2 separate regions of the Mus musculus genome follow, and region 1 is linked to region 2. Evidence: chromatin contacts called from public promoter capture Hi-C data. All regions are on one chromosome and are shown on one strand. The core of a region is the stretch at or near the end of the contact, and the rest is flanking DNA. Distances in the headings are between cores, read along the strand shown.

Region 1 (7,130 bases), core at 3,890-6,389, 160 kb before region 2:
ACTCTGGCGCCTCTTACAGCTACACAGACCCACATCCTTTTGTCTCACTTGTTGAAATTCTATGTATAAAAGTATTTTCTTAGCAGCATGTGTATAAGGAAAAGGGTTGGTTTTGGGTTTTGTTTTGTTTTGGATTTCTTTTTCACTCTGCTTTCTGGGAATGTGACTTATGTATAAAAGAAAGAAAGACAAAGAAAAGAAAAGGAACTTTAAAAGAAAATCTTGGTAAACATCTGCCTTGGGATAATTAGAAGTGTTGTGTTATGCATTCTAGTCTGACTAAGTTGGATTAAGTTTCAGCGAGACAGAAACTGAGCAACTACACTTTCCCAGAAGCCCCAGAGCTGCTGACAGGTCAGCGCACACCAGTCCAAAGTCTCTTAGGCCTCACTGAGCCGTGCTAATCCCTCAGACAGCAAGCAGTGTGCACTAGGGGACCTTGTGTCTGAAGGATGCTAGAGGCAACCAGCACGTCAGCAGGATCTTATGGAATCACAGATGGAAAGCAAGCACAATGGTACCTACAAGTGCTCCTGGCTGTGAAGTGAGCTGGAACTAGGCTCTCATAAGGCGGGTCCATCATGGCTTCAGATTTCTAGCCTACACCATCCTAAAGAAGCTCCCCAATACAGATCTCTTGCTCCACGTCGCCGGGAGGCAGGAGGTGTGGATGGTATTGCCTGTCTTTGCTCAAAACCTTGTAAGAGGATTGAAAGGTACTCAGCCTTCAACCAGGAAGAACGGGGGAAAAAATCTGAAGCCTTCGTAGCCAGATAAGATATGCAGCAGGATCATTGAACAAACTGGTCCTTGCCCCAAAACTCTACCCTTGGCTGAATTTACAGAAACACATAGAAGCAAGAAAGCCAAAGGTTCTAGGCATAATAGCCCAAGATGCTTCATTCTTTCTGTTCCTTCGTGTTAGAATAGGTCAAGTTCTTATCACCCTCCTATTTCAAGACAATTGCTCAGCTAGCCATTCATCCCTGTTTAGAAACAAAACATAAGGCTGGGTGTGGTAGAGGACACAGGAAGTAGAGCTCAAGGTCAGCCTACAACTTCCAGGCCAACCAGGTCTATATAGTGAGGCTGTCTATAATAATAATTAATAATAGTAATAACAATAATAACAACATATGAACAGAAGCACAGTTCTGTGTGTAATACCTAACACCCCACCAACAAAACAAGTTCATCCTGAAAAGAAACAGACCCCACCCAAGATGTCAAGATGTCTTTAGGTAGATGAATGTATACACACACACAGGCTTACACTTGCACAAGAACATGTCCTGAGATAGATAACAGCCTTCACGCCCTTAAGAAGCCATATTTTCTAGGAACTGAGGTTGTAGGTTAGCAGAAGGGCACTTGCCTGCAACCTATGCTAATTTTCCTCATGTGAATGGAGCCAGAGAAAGCTCAAATACAGCAAGTCTCAGGAAAATGGGACTACTATCAGTGTTGAACATTATCAACTTGTAGGGGAAAGGCCATAACTGATTGTCCTCTAAAGAAGAGAAGGAAGTTATATCACCCTGAAGCTGGGTGGGCCATGCTGGGACTCTACAGGAAGGCCTGGTATTGGGAAGGTGAGGAGCACATATCAGAAACCTGTAGAGCTATAAGGTCACCAGTTCTAAGAGACTGAATTAGGAAGAGAAGCCGAAAGAGAGTACTACAGCAGCAGTTACTACCAAATAAGGACAGTGGAGCCAGGAGCAAAGTGTAGATACAATACGAAAGGATGAAATAAAGAAACACTGAAAGAGGACATTTAGGGAAAGCTGGGCCAATGTCTGCCAAGTTTAAAGGAGAAAAGAACAACACCAGGAGTATGATTCTCTTTGGAGAGTCTACAACTCTTATGGAACTAGTGATCAAATCCAGGGTCCCATAGACACTAAGCAAGAGCTCTGCCACAAAGCCACGGCCTCAGTTCCACACATTACCACCTTTGATATATAAAATCACGTAGACTAAGCCAGACTCGAACTGTCTGTATAACACAGGATGATCTTGAACTCTAGGTCTTCTGGCCTCCATGTTCTGATTGCTGAAATTACAGGCATGATTTTTGTTTGTTTGTTTGTTTTTCAAGACAGGGTTTCTCAGTGTAGCCTTGTCTATCCTGGAAGTAGCCAACAGACCAGGCTGGCCTCAAACTGTAGACCGCCTGCTTCTGCCTCCCCAAGTGCTAGGATTAAAGGCTTTTGCCACCACTGCCCAGCTCAATTCATTCTTTGAGACAGGGTCTGAACTTGCTCTGTAGTGCAAACAGCTCTTAAGCTTAAGATCGTCCTGCCTCAGCCTCCTGAGCAGCTGAGGTTACAAGCCTGTGCCACTAAACCCAAGTAAAGACATTATACTTCCCAAAAGCATAACATCGAGTGACAAAATTAGAGCTCAATTGTGTGACCACCCTGTGACCTTCCTTGATACAGAAGGACCCAGCTAATCCTCTAACCAAAACACCAAACCAAAATGGAGTTGATAGCTTTATTCCCTGCCAGTATGAGATGGGTTGCCTGCAATTCCCCAGTGACAGACAGGTGTCTGGCTAGAAGTTAGTAGACACGCAGCCTGGGTGATTATAAGTAGGACAGAAAGAAGATGAACCTGTCCAAGAGTGGGGAGAGTGGAGGCAGCAATACAGCCTTATCCAGCCATACATACAGTCTTGTCAACCCCATGGCTAACATACAGATATGAGTGGTCAGCAGAGGCTCACAGATGTTGCCCCGCATCTATAACTCCATAGTCCTTTTCTCATAATGACAAACCCTGCACAATATCTTCTCCACTGACCTTGAAGAATACTGGACATATCCCACCAAACAACTCAAACCTCAGCAGCGAATCTATCTACAGATTCTGGGGTGTTTGCCAATCCTGCCATGGGTCCTGCCCTGCACACTGATGACTCTTGCTTCACAACCCAGGTCTCCAAAAGACAGATGAGTAAGATCTATCTCTCTATCACCACAAAATCCATGTAGATCTCGCAGAGACATGGAGGACATCGAGTGAGCAACACTTTTAAACTCATGGTTCTCCACAGGAAGGTTTCAGAAACATATGGCAGCCAACAATTGGAACTAGGGGGAGAAGGAAGTGGGACTTTGAAGATGCTATCGAGGAAGGGCCTCTGTGATAACTACTGTCCATTACAGTCACCATTCTAGCAGGTTACATGTGCCTAACTGGACCTCACGACCCCACGCCTTTTACCAACTGCCCTCACTTAACACACACACACATTAATCCCACAACATATATATCATCACTGTGACATGAAGGTGGTCAAGAAACAACAAAGAGAAGGAAAATTCCTATGAGACTGACTGCCCTACAAGATCAATACCATACTATAGAACAGGCTGTCCCAAAGTTTGCCCACCTGTATCATGATTTCCCGAATGTTTATAATGTATCCTAAGATACATCTAGTGGAAAAAAACCCATAATTCCAATTTCTAGAGACAGGAGGTTCACACATTCAAGATAGCCTGGGCTACAGAGTCAGCTCAAGGCCAGCCTTGAACATAGCAAGACCCCATCTCAAAATAACAGCAAAAAGGGGACATAACTCAGAGTGTTTGCCTGTCATGCACAAGTCCTTGAATCTATTCCTAGTACCGCAAATAGTAATTAATTAAATATACGTTTCTGAACCACACTCTACACCAAGTGAATCAGAAACTCCCGCTGAAATGATCTATGCTATTGACTGACAGCTATTGTCCTAACAAGCTCAGCCCCCAGTATCTCTCTGTGACCTGTCCCAGCTCTCTAGTCCCTAGGACCTACAGCAGACACTCCCACACAGCCACTAGCTTCACTTTGGACTTTTTTGTCTCTTTAGAGCTGAGGTTTGAACCCAAGACTTCACACATGCTAGGCAAGTGCTCTGCCACTAAGCTATACCCAAACCAAATGTTTTGGGTTTCTTTCCTCCTCAGATGTAGCATCTTCATGACCTTGACACACTTTTAAGCTTCCAACCTACTAGAATCTGATGGTATCATGTGTTTATAGTGGCTTTTATCTAACAGAAAACAGTTCTTAAACACTATCCACTTACCATGTTGACTGAAGACCTCCTGTTTTCTTTTCTCCTGGGGAAATTTTGCCTCTTCTGAAGTTGTCATCTGCCTCCAGAGATGTTGACATCAGAACTCCCCCCAGCCCAGGGCAGCTCTGCCCTGCACAGGTAGCAAAGCCCTGCTTACTTCTCATGAACTGGCCTTATCTCTGAGAGCCATCCCCTTTGACTTTACCCAAAGCCAAATTTTCCTTCAGATCTTCCAGGCTGATGGCTAACAACCTCTGCCTACCAGGAATGAGGGAAGTCCAGTGCTACCGAAGTCTTGCAGAGGGCAGCTTGAGGTTAAATTGTTCGGGGGCTGGTGTATGTCATCACAGATAACGGAGAGTGTCCTCCACAGAGTCATCTTCTCTCCCACTGCCATTGTTGGGCCATGGTCCTCCCTTCCAAGAGTAGATTTCAAAGACAGAAATTAATCCAGTCCTATTTGGTGTGCCATTGAGAAATCTCTAAACATAAACTCTTAGCGTCTTTGTATAAGTCCCAGATGCCTTTGTCTTCCCGCCACCACCACCACCACACCTCTCTCCACTTCTAGAGTGCCTCTTATCCTTCTAGGACCGTTTTAAACAAAAGGACAAGGAACCAATTCATCTCAACCATGAGAGAGCAGGAAATACATATGTAAGGCCTAGCCCACTCCCTACCAGTGAAGCCCAAGGGGCAGCATAGCTGCCAAGCCTTTCCCCAGGCCTTTTTCACACTCTGGTGTCTTTCTGCCCTAACTGCAGAGAGAAGTACACGCCCACTGTGGCTGTGAATGGCGTCCTTATCCCTCCTTACTCTAGATGGCTTTTGCATGGCTGCTCAAACAGTGTGGTGCCCACTCAACCCCCTTATTGGAATTAGTCAAGGGAGGAGTTGAGGGTCCAGTTTGGAGAAGAGCAGAGGGGAGATGTTCTAGTGAATACTGGCTTTATTCCCTCTGTGAAGGGCAGCGTCATGTGCCACTTTACAACACGGAGCTCCACCCAGCGCATGTGCCCATGACCCCTCTCCCTCATTGCCGCCAAGCGGTATCATGAGCAACTTTCGAGGCTTTGGGTTTGCCGCAGTGCCAGAATCTGAGTCACTGGTCACATGCCAGCACAACACTGCCAAGTGTGGCGGCATCTACTTGGTTGGGTGCCAAGCAGAAGGACCCAGATGGTGATGATGAAAGGGGGGAGGCAAAAGAAAGGCGGGGGAGGAGAGGGAGGCACCAGGGAGAAAAAAATCAGCCACACTTGTAAGAGTGGACAGTACAAACAGGATCCACAAAAGGGGACCCTTCCCGTTTCACAGCTCAGCTTCACACGCAGCCCCTTCCCTCCCCCAACACCTGCAATGCTGGGGACATACAGACCAGGCTAGAGGGTACGGCCATCTTCAGTGGGGAAATGACTGGAGGCCAGGAGGACGGTCAGGGCTCTCCATTCTTCATCCTTGGGGTCTTAGTCATGGCCTGCTTCCTCCATTGTATCCTTGTGCGGTACTCCATCTGTCCTTCATCTCTCCATGCCTAAGAAGTGATGAGAAGGAGGACCTGGCAGGGAAAAAAAAAAAAAAAAACAGTCTATTCTCCCAAATGAAACACCCTTCATCTTCACTATCTAACTCCTGGCAGGACAGCCTTCCCAACCACATTGAGAGGGTCACTGTCACCCTTCCCAATCCACACAACACCACAGCCATGCCAGGCTCCATGGGCAGCACCACTTTCCCTGTTGTCTTCTTCAGTGTTCTCTCACAAAAAGGCCCCACGGCCAGCCCAGACGAGTCCTCCCTGGGTAGTAGTGGCACAGTCCCTCCTCCTACCCCTTCCAGTTTTTCCTGGCACTTCCCCATCTACTCTCTCCACTCTCAGACAGGAGCAGAGGTAACTCCTTCCTTCTCCACACACTTCTCAGAGCCCTAGGGGGGCAGCGGCATCAGCAGCCAGTCCTTCCTTCCTCTCTACCTCCTCGTCCCCTTAGTTCCTGTAACCCCAGACCTGGCACAAGCCTACAGTTGTGATGCCAACAGCTCTTGTGTGCCGCATCTTCCCCCCAGAGCACAAGGACTCCTGTCGCTGCCCCCTCCACTTGTCCCCTCCCATCTCCATGGGCACAAGGGTGGCAGCTGCAGTGCCAATGCCTGCAACCATACAGCATGAAGCAACTCGTGCACCCTCTTCTCCCCTCCGAGGCCCCGCGCTTCTCCCTCTTTATTCCACTCCATCCTTCTGTCCTTCTAGTTGGATGCTACAGTGGCAACCACAATGCCAACCCCCACCCATGCCCAGGAGGCTCACATACAACACATGCGTATGCGTACATGTACATGCGCGCGCACACACACACATACACACACGGCCCCATGAGTGCCAGGCAGCGGTGGCAGACACACAGCAACGCAGTGACTGGTACCCGAGGAGGCAGCCAGATTCGGCACCTGATCCAGCACCCATTTGGGATTGGGTGGTAGGCAGGCAGGCGAAGGGGTGATGGAGGCAGGCGATGGCCTTAGGTTGGCAGCCGATGGAGCTAGGAGAATGGAGGGAACAGATGCTCTTTGCCCAGCCTCCCTCCCTCTCTCTCCCTGAGATCAGTGCCAAGCTGGGGGGATGGGGAGAGGGGAAGATGGGGGAAGGGTGGCATTTGGAGAGCTGGCAGGCGGGGGAAGCTGGGTCCGCCCAAGCTGGGCAGTGCCGGCACTGGCTGCCGCCTCTCCACTCTGCCATCTGTCTCGCTTCTCTCCCCACCCCCTTTCTCTCTTTCTCTTTCTCTTTTTCTCTCTTTCTCCTTCATCCATAGTGAAATGAAAAGAGGAAGACAGAGTCCTCATTCCACCCATCCCAACCTCTGTACCACCCCCGTCTTTCTCCCCACAACTCACCATACCATACCATCACCAAGTCATCTGTGCTCTCTCCTTCTGGCTCGGTCACCTTCTTTCACTCGCCTTCACCCTCATGCCAAAACAGGTGCAATTTAAATATATATATATATATATATATATATGTATATATATATATGTACATTTTATAAATATGTGTATGTAT
Region 2 (7,002 bases), core at 2,263-4,762:
ACCTTGGGAACAGTCCTCCCACGCAGCTGTGGGAGGACCAGCCAGGAGCTGGATCCTTCCACACATGGGAAAAATAACCAAGTCCAAACAGTGCTCTCCCTACCCTGAGGCCTCCTCACAGCTCAGGGCAAATAAACTCTCACTGCCACCAACTCCCAAAAGAAGGCTGAGGGAGGAAACGTCTCAGAACAAATCCACCCTCATCAGTTTCTGTTCAAGAAAACCCAGAACTGGCCTGCCACTATTTCCTTACTCTGCACAAGCAGGACCAAGTCCCTGCAACCAAAGGGAGGACAAGGGAGTAAGGGTCCTCAGGTGAGGAGAGAACGAAGCCTAAGGGCTCATGGGAGGCGGGGAAGAGGAGCAGCCCATCTATCCTGACCTGTAGATTCGACCCCGGGGCCTGCTGTTAAAACCACTGTAGAATCGAGATCGGGAGCTGTTGTAGTTGGTAGTCCGGGCACGGTATCGGGAGCGCGGGAAACCCCGGTCTGTTGTGCTGATGCCTGGTCTGTTGGTTCGTTTGGGAATCACCTGAAAAGGACAGAGAACACAAAGGCTTGGAGTCAAGCCAGAGACTCTGTACAGGACGGATAGCCAGGGCACTATGCTTACCTTGATTTGTCTTCCTCTGAACAGGGACTCATCTAAGGCCAGGGACGTCCTCACTGACTCTTTGTCCGAGAACTCTATATATGCAAACCTGGAAAGAATAATCTGGCCATTTTATCAGACTTTACAAAGAGCTTACAGGTTAAACCCAACTTGTAATACAGTTAACTGGAAGTATAGTATGCTAACATTTTAAAAACTTCTAAACATTATTGAGTATAATGAACAGTTTATAATCCCAGCTTCTCAGTAGGCTGAGACAGGGGAACCTAAGTTCATGGTCTGTGCAAGCTACAGAGCTGCTAAGACCAACCTGGGCCACTTAAGAGAACCCATTTCACAATAAAAAGTTTGAAAAGGTGTGAGTGTATGACATGCCTCAGTAAGAGGACCTGCCTAGCACACATTCTAAGTCCAAAGGTTCAGTCTCCAGTAGCACCAAAATTAAATCAACAAGACCCAGATTTCTATATAGCCATACACAAACAGCTGGTGCTGACTAATGCTGCCCTCCCTTTCTAGTTTACAATCCCACCCCTGCCCAGTCTTTAGTTTATTACCTGGTCTCTGAAGGCATTTAATATACAACTACTGATATATAGAGACACTTAACAGGCAAAACCTACTTGTTTTAATAAGCAATTACTATTCTTTGGGAAATGTTTTTTTTTGGTTTTGTTGTTTTTTTGAGACAGGGTTTCTCTGTGTAACCCTGGCTGTCCTGGAACTCACTTTGTAGACCAGGCTGGCCTCAGAAATCCCTGCCTCTGTCTCCCAAGTGCTGGGATTAAAGGCGTGCACCACCACGCCCAGCTCAAGTTAGGCCAGTCATGGTGGTATAAACCTGAAGTCTAATCCCAGTTTAATTCTGAGTTTAAGGCCAGCCTGGTCTATAGAGGTAATTCCAGTACAGCCAGGGTTAAACAGAGAAACTCTGACTTGAAAACAAAACCAACCGACCACATATATAAGAACCTTTAAAACGAGTTAACACTCTTTTGACTAGATTGACAGCACACATCAGCATGTTCAAGGTCCTAGGTTCGATTCCGAGCTCATGTATTTTTCACGTATTTTTAAAATGTGAGTAAAATGATCTCAACTTATCCTCCTACTTACCCTTTGGGATGGCCACTAAATTTGTCACAGAGTATAGTAACACGGTTGACTGAACCACAGCCATGAAAATGGGCTTCCAGCTCTTCTGCTGTTGCACCATAGTCCACCTAAGGAAAGGAACACTTGACAAGTACTGGGGAAACTCCAATTTGAACACATAACAAAGTAAGGAATAAGAAACAAAAGTCCCCCCCAAAACCCAAAGCAGACTATTCCTTGATACATACATTGCCAACGTAGATAGAGCGGGCATCAGCCTCCATCTTCTCCTCAAGAGACATGATCACTGGGCCAGCTTTTAGAGGGGAAAAAAATTACCTTAGGCAAGCACATCTTCTGCTCGATCAATACACACACACTTCCACCCGCAGGCTAAATTTTGGGTATACTTCTACTATACCAATTACCTATAACAGTGTTTAGCACATAGTAGGTTTCAATATACATTAGAGAAACTACCTCTTAAAAGACCATAAAAAACGGTGTTAAGATTTTACGTTTTTCAAGTCGAGTCTCTATTCAGCTTTAGCTGAAATGCCTCAAAGCAAACAAAACAGAATGGACTGAAATCTAACATTTTTAAAGAACTCCCTCCCTTACAGCCACCAGTCAGTTCCTAAGTCCTAACTAAAGGGTCTCCAACTGAAAAGTGTTAAGACTTGAAGGTCAAATGCCAGCTGATAATCGCCCCAAGAAGGGTACAGACAAACTAAGAACAAAGAGAAACACATTTATAAATGAGACAAAGGAAGGCACAAGACTATCTCTTCACCAAAACGGCTTGTGTCTAACAAAGGTCAGTAGAACACGTAATGGACTATGACCACAGCACCTGCCCAGAAAAAATTGCTCAGACGAGCAGCTTCATTCAAGGTCCCCGGCTTCTGCCACGCTGCAGTCTTCCCCCACTACCCTATCAACCAAAGATCCGGACTGTGCGTGCATGAGGCGATCTACTCACCATTGCCTGGGGGTGGACTCATATTCATCTGCTTCTCTACCTCGTTTTGTAGCTCCTTTAGCTTCTCAGCCTCTTCCTCCATCTCCCTGACTCGAGCTTTGATCGCTTCTAGCTCCTACAATGAATGAGCAGGGCATGCAGTTAACCAGACGCAGGGGCTGTGCCGTACATTTTGTCTGGGCCCGGCCACAGCCGTGCTCGGCCATTTCCCTCGCCTCGTGCGAGGGTCGTGATTGAAATAAAAAATATTATTTAAAAAAAACACGCAGAAAAAATGAAAAGAGTCAATTTACCTTCTCTAGAGCCACCCTAGACACCCATGATGCCCCACCAGGCCGCTCACGAACGGCCTCGGCCCGCCACCAGCCACGTTATTCCCCGCCCAACCCCACCCCCCGCCTGCCTGCCTCCTGTCCGTGCTCTGGGCCTCCCATGACCCGGCCCGCTCGCTCGCCCTCCTCCCCTCACCGGGTCCTCAATGGCGCCGTCGCCGGGGTCGGCCTCAACCAGTCCCGGCTCTTCCTCCTCCTCCTGACTGCCGGGGGCTCCCGAGCCGGGCCCAGGACCCGGAGCTCCCGGAGGGGCGCGGGGCCGGGGCGGCTCCTCTTCGGGCTCGGGCTCCGGCAGCAGCTCCCCAGGCTCCAGCTCCTCAGACTCCAGGCCGTTCCCGTAGTCCCCTGCGCCCCCCGGGTCCCCCTCCCCGGCCTCCCCACCGGCCCCGGGCACAAGATGGCGCCGCCGCCCCGGCCCGGAGCCCCGACCGCCCGCAGCCCCCGCTGCTGCTGCCGCCGCCGCCGCCGCCGCCATCGCCGCTCAGACTGGGGCCCGCCGATCGGCGATTGGAGAACTGAGCCGGCCACGCCGAGGATTCATTAGTCAGTCAGCCTGCCCGTTACCCCGAGCTCGAATACTATTGGGGAATTCTACTTGGCAATCAAACGAGGCCCCACCTCTAAGGCGGGCCACTGTGCCAAATTCTCTAAACCCGGTAGGTGAAATATGCCTGTCAATCAACACACCCCACCTCCTGTTGAGTCCTTAGGTAACAATACGCCCGCACTGTGACGACCTTCCGTTCATCCTCCACCCATGGGCGGGCCCACAACATGGAGGATGCTCCGCAATTGGCCTCTGACTGGTGAGGCGAAAAGGACCAATCTTCCAAACGCCTCACCGAAGTGGCCCATTCTTGGATGCCGATTGGCTTATGGGATTCGACGGGCAGACACCCGTTGTGCGACAGGTGAACCTTGCTCTCGAAAGGATGGCCTGGCTTAAAACTAGGGAATTCCTAGGCGGAGTGTGGTGGCGTACGCCTTTAATACCAGCGCTCAGAAAGCGGAGGCAAGTAGATTTCTGTGAGTTCAAAACTAGACTACTTACAGAATGAGTTCCCAGGCCAGTCAACACTACATAGAAAAGTAACCTCAAAAATAAAAAAAAAGTAAGGATCAGCAAACCTCACTCCCACTAGGAGTTGTGTCCCGTTGTTCTGCATAGGTTATTGTTTTAGACTAAGATTCAGCCAGTTTTCTTGCCTAACTTATTACAACACCCTCTTTTTCTTGGCCAGCTGACGTGTCAAAAATTCCTTACTTAGGGCTAGTTTGCAAGTATGGTCTCCACACTTTCCCCGGTTTACCCGAGGTTCACAGCTTTAGTCCCATATGTGCAGTTTCTCCTAAACCAGACCACCTCAGTGAGAATGCCTTCCACCAGGTTTCCCATTTTATCTTGAGACAAGTGGGCCTATTTCCACTGCACTCTTAACCGTTCTGTGCTCCTTCCTAGCTAAGCAGAGTGCCCGCAGACAAGGGGCCAAGTCCTGTTTATATTTCTATCCGCAAATTTGTGTGATTATTGGGTGACTGCAACTTCTAGGTGTAATTTCCTAGCTTCCAAACCACTTTGAAGACCACTGGGGGAAATTCTCCATGCAAATTCTCAAGACAGCTCTGCACCTTCAAATAACCATGAGATCTGGCCCTGGAGACGATAGTATGATACCCACACTCCAGAAGAAATTCCACACATTTATAAAAATTAAAGAACAGTAGTGCTAAATCTGCAAGAGGACGGACTTTTTGTAGACAGACCAAACTACAAGTCTGAGGGATAGATTCATACAAGCACAATCAAAATGGCTAACTTGGTCGCACCAGGGGAGTGGGGCAAAAGCAAAGTCGGAAGCACAGCTGATTGACCCCACAGTTGCAGGCCTTACCTCAGAAGCTTGGGAGCTGGAAGCAGAGTCGCACTCTTGCTGCGGATCCATCTGAACTGAAGTTGATCACCGAAGTCAGGCACCAAATGCGTTCCAAAGAACCTTACACCGATTCCAGCCAATTCAAAATCTGAAGGGTTTGCTGGCACCCAATTTAAGCAAGGTTAACTAAGGGAAATGTGATTACCAAATGCCTTCGTGTGATGATGGTGGTGTTTGGAGACAGGATCTAACTGACTGACTGACTGGCCTGAAACTCAATTTATAGTTTAGGCTGACCTAATCTCACACAGACCCCACCTACCTCTACTCCCTAAACCCTGGGAATAAAGGTGTGTGCTGCCACACCCATCTGTTAAATAACCTTTGCAAAACCATATTCCCCTAAATCCTTTAGATTGAATTTTGTTGTTTGATACAGGATCTCTGTGTAGCCCTGGCTTTCCTTGATCTCTCTCTGTAGACCAGCCTGGCTTTAAACTCCCAAATGCTGGGATTAAAGGCATGCGCCACCACCATTGCCCGGCTGTGTGTTTTTTTGTTTGGTTGGTTTTTTTGTTTTTTTTTTGTTTTTGTTTTTGTTTTGAGACAGGGCTGTATTATATAGTCTGGCCTTACACCTGAGATCCTCCTACCCGAGGAGCATGCTGAGGTTATTATTTTCCTCTCAGCATTGTGATACACATGTGTAATCTTAGCACCTGAGAAGCTGAAGCAGAAAAACAACCAGGAGTCCCAGGCCAGTCTGCACAGTGAGTAACTAGAGTCACACGCCTTTAATCCCAGCACTGGGAGGCAGAGGCAAGTGGATCTCTGTGAGTTTGAGGCCAGCTGGTCTATAGGTTGGGTTTCAGGACAGCCAGGCCACAGAGAAACCTTGTCTCAAAAGCCACAGCTCTTGATATTCTTACAGAGGAGCTGAGTTCAGCTCTCTGCACCTACATGCTCACTCCACCCGTAACTTCAGCTCTATCGAATCCAACACCTTCTGGCCTCCACAGGTACTAACACACATGCACATACTCTCTCCCACACACGTATACATTTTTAAAATCTTTAAAAAACAAAATATCCCACAGAGCTAGGTGTGATAACATAACAGACTCCTGAATTCCTAACACTTGGGGGGTGGGGAAGCAGAAGCATCAGGAGTTCGAGGCCAGCCTCACTTATATAGGAAAGCTGAGGCTAGCCTGGGCTACATGAGACCCTGTCTCAAAAAAAAAAAAAAAAAAAAAAACGGGGGGGGGGCTGGGCCCAGAGACAGGTTGAGTTCAAGGTCAGCCTTATCTACATAGTGTGTTTCAGGACATAGTGAGCTACATAGCTACAGAGTAAGATCCTATGGCTTCTGACCTCCAAATGCTAGGATTAAAGGCTCTCTCAATTTTTAATGAGGCCCCTAGAAAAATGTAAAACTCTTTTTGTGACTTGCATTATATTTCACTGGTCAGTGATGACATATGACTTGAAGCCTTATGCTATTTTGAAAGACTTACTACTTTTCTATGTATGTATATGTGTGTTTGTGTGAATTTATGTGTAGCACTGACATGGAGGCGCCCACAGAAGCCAAAGGGTATCAGATTCCAGGGAACTGGAGTACAGGTAGCTGTGAGCTGTTCTATGGGTGCTGAGATGTGAACCAGGTCCTCTGTAAGAGCAGTAAGCACTCATAATGCTGAGCTATCTGTCCAGCCTTTCGAGTCTCTTTTAGAAAAGATCCTGGTATCTTCTGATGTGGTCCATCCTAGCTTGCAGTAACTTCCTAGCTCAGACCTTGTACAGAAGTGAGGTAGTATTTAAATGTGAAAGGGCTTCTACCAGGCTGCTTCATTTCAGCTTTGACTGGATAACTTTTAAAACATATTATTTCTGTATGGGTCTGTGTTCTGGTGCCCACAGAAAACAGAGGTGTTTATCATCTCCTGGAGCTGGAGGTTTGAACTACATGGCACTGATCCTAGGATCTGACCTCCTCTGAGTTAAGCAGCAAGTGCTCTTAGCCACAGCCATTTCTCTAGCTCAACTGATAGGCTGTTTCATTCTCTTTTTCAACTTTTTATTTGAAGGAAGCACATGTCAT

What was found. Promoter capture Hi-C pulls out the DNA fragments that hold promoters and counts their contacts.
Region 1: a promoter capture Hi-C map of hippocampal neurons shows a contact between it and region 2, with 2.6 times the contacts expected there. The contact joins the enhancer-like site here to the promoter of Pabpn1 in region 2. A contact is called at or near these places in 4 of 39 promoter capture datasets (cranial neural crest, hippocampal neurons, liver and 1 more), 1 of 484 Hi-C or Micro-C datasets (muscle stem cells), 7 of 115 datasets of contacts at active chromatin or transcription factors (the SCID.adh cell line, SST interneurons, embryonic forebrain and 3 more) and 2 of 9 other capture datasets (liver and pancreatic islet).

What each region holds. Positions count from the first base shown.
Region 1 is chr14:55,053,385-55,060,514 of GRCm38.p6, reverse strand. It overlaps a transcript of Zfhx2 not described here. Among named protein-coding and RNA genes, the nearest start is that of Zfhx2, 35 kb to the left of the region's middle. Within about 2 kb of position 5,139, at least 101 of the 459 cell types and tissues checked have an H3K27ac peak or open chromatin away from gene starts, as enhancers often do. A contact at or near this core is called in SST interneurons, hippocampal neurons and muscle stem cells, where this site is marked.
Region 2 is chr14:54,890,653-54,897,654 of GRCm38.p6, reverse strand. It overlaps Pabpn1 (poly(A) binding protein, nuclear 1), which reads right to left and starts at 3,512. Exons shown (of 7, transcript NM_019402.2): 1 at 3,161-3,512; 2 at 2,693-2,807; 3 at 1,959-2,026; 4 at 1,732-1,838; 5 at 616-703; 6 at 383-534. The coding sequence starts at 3,499. It also overlaps a transcript of Bcl2l2 not described here.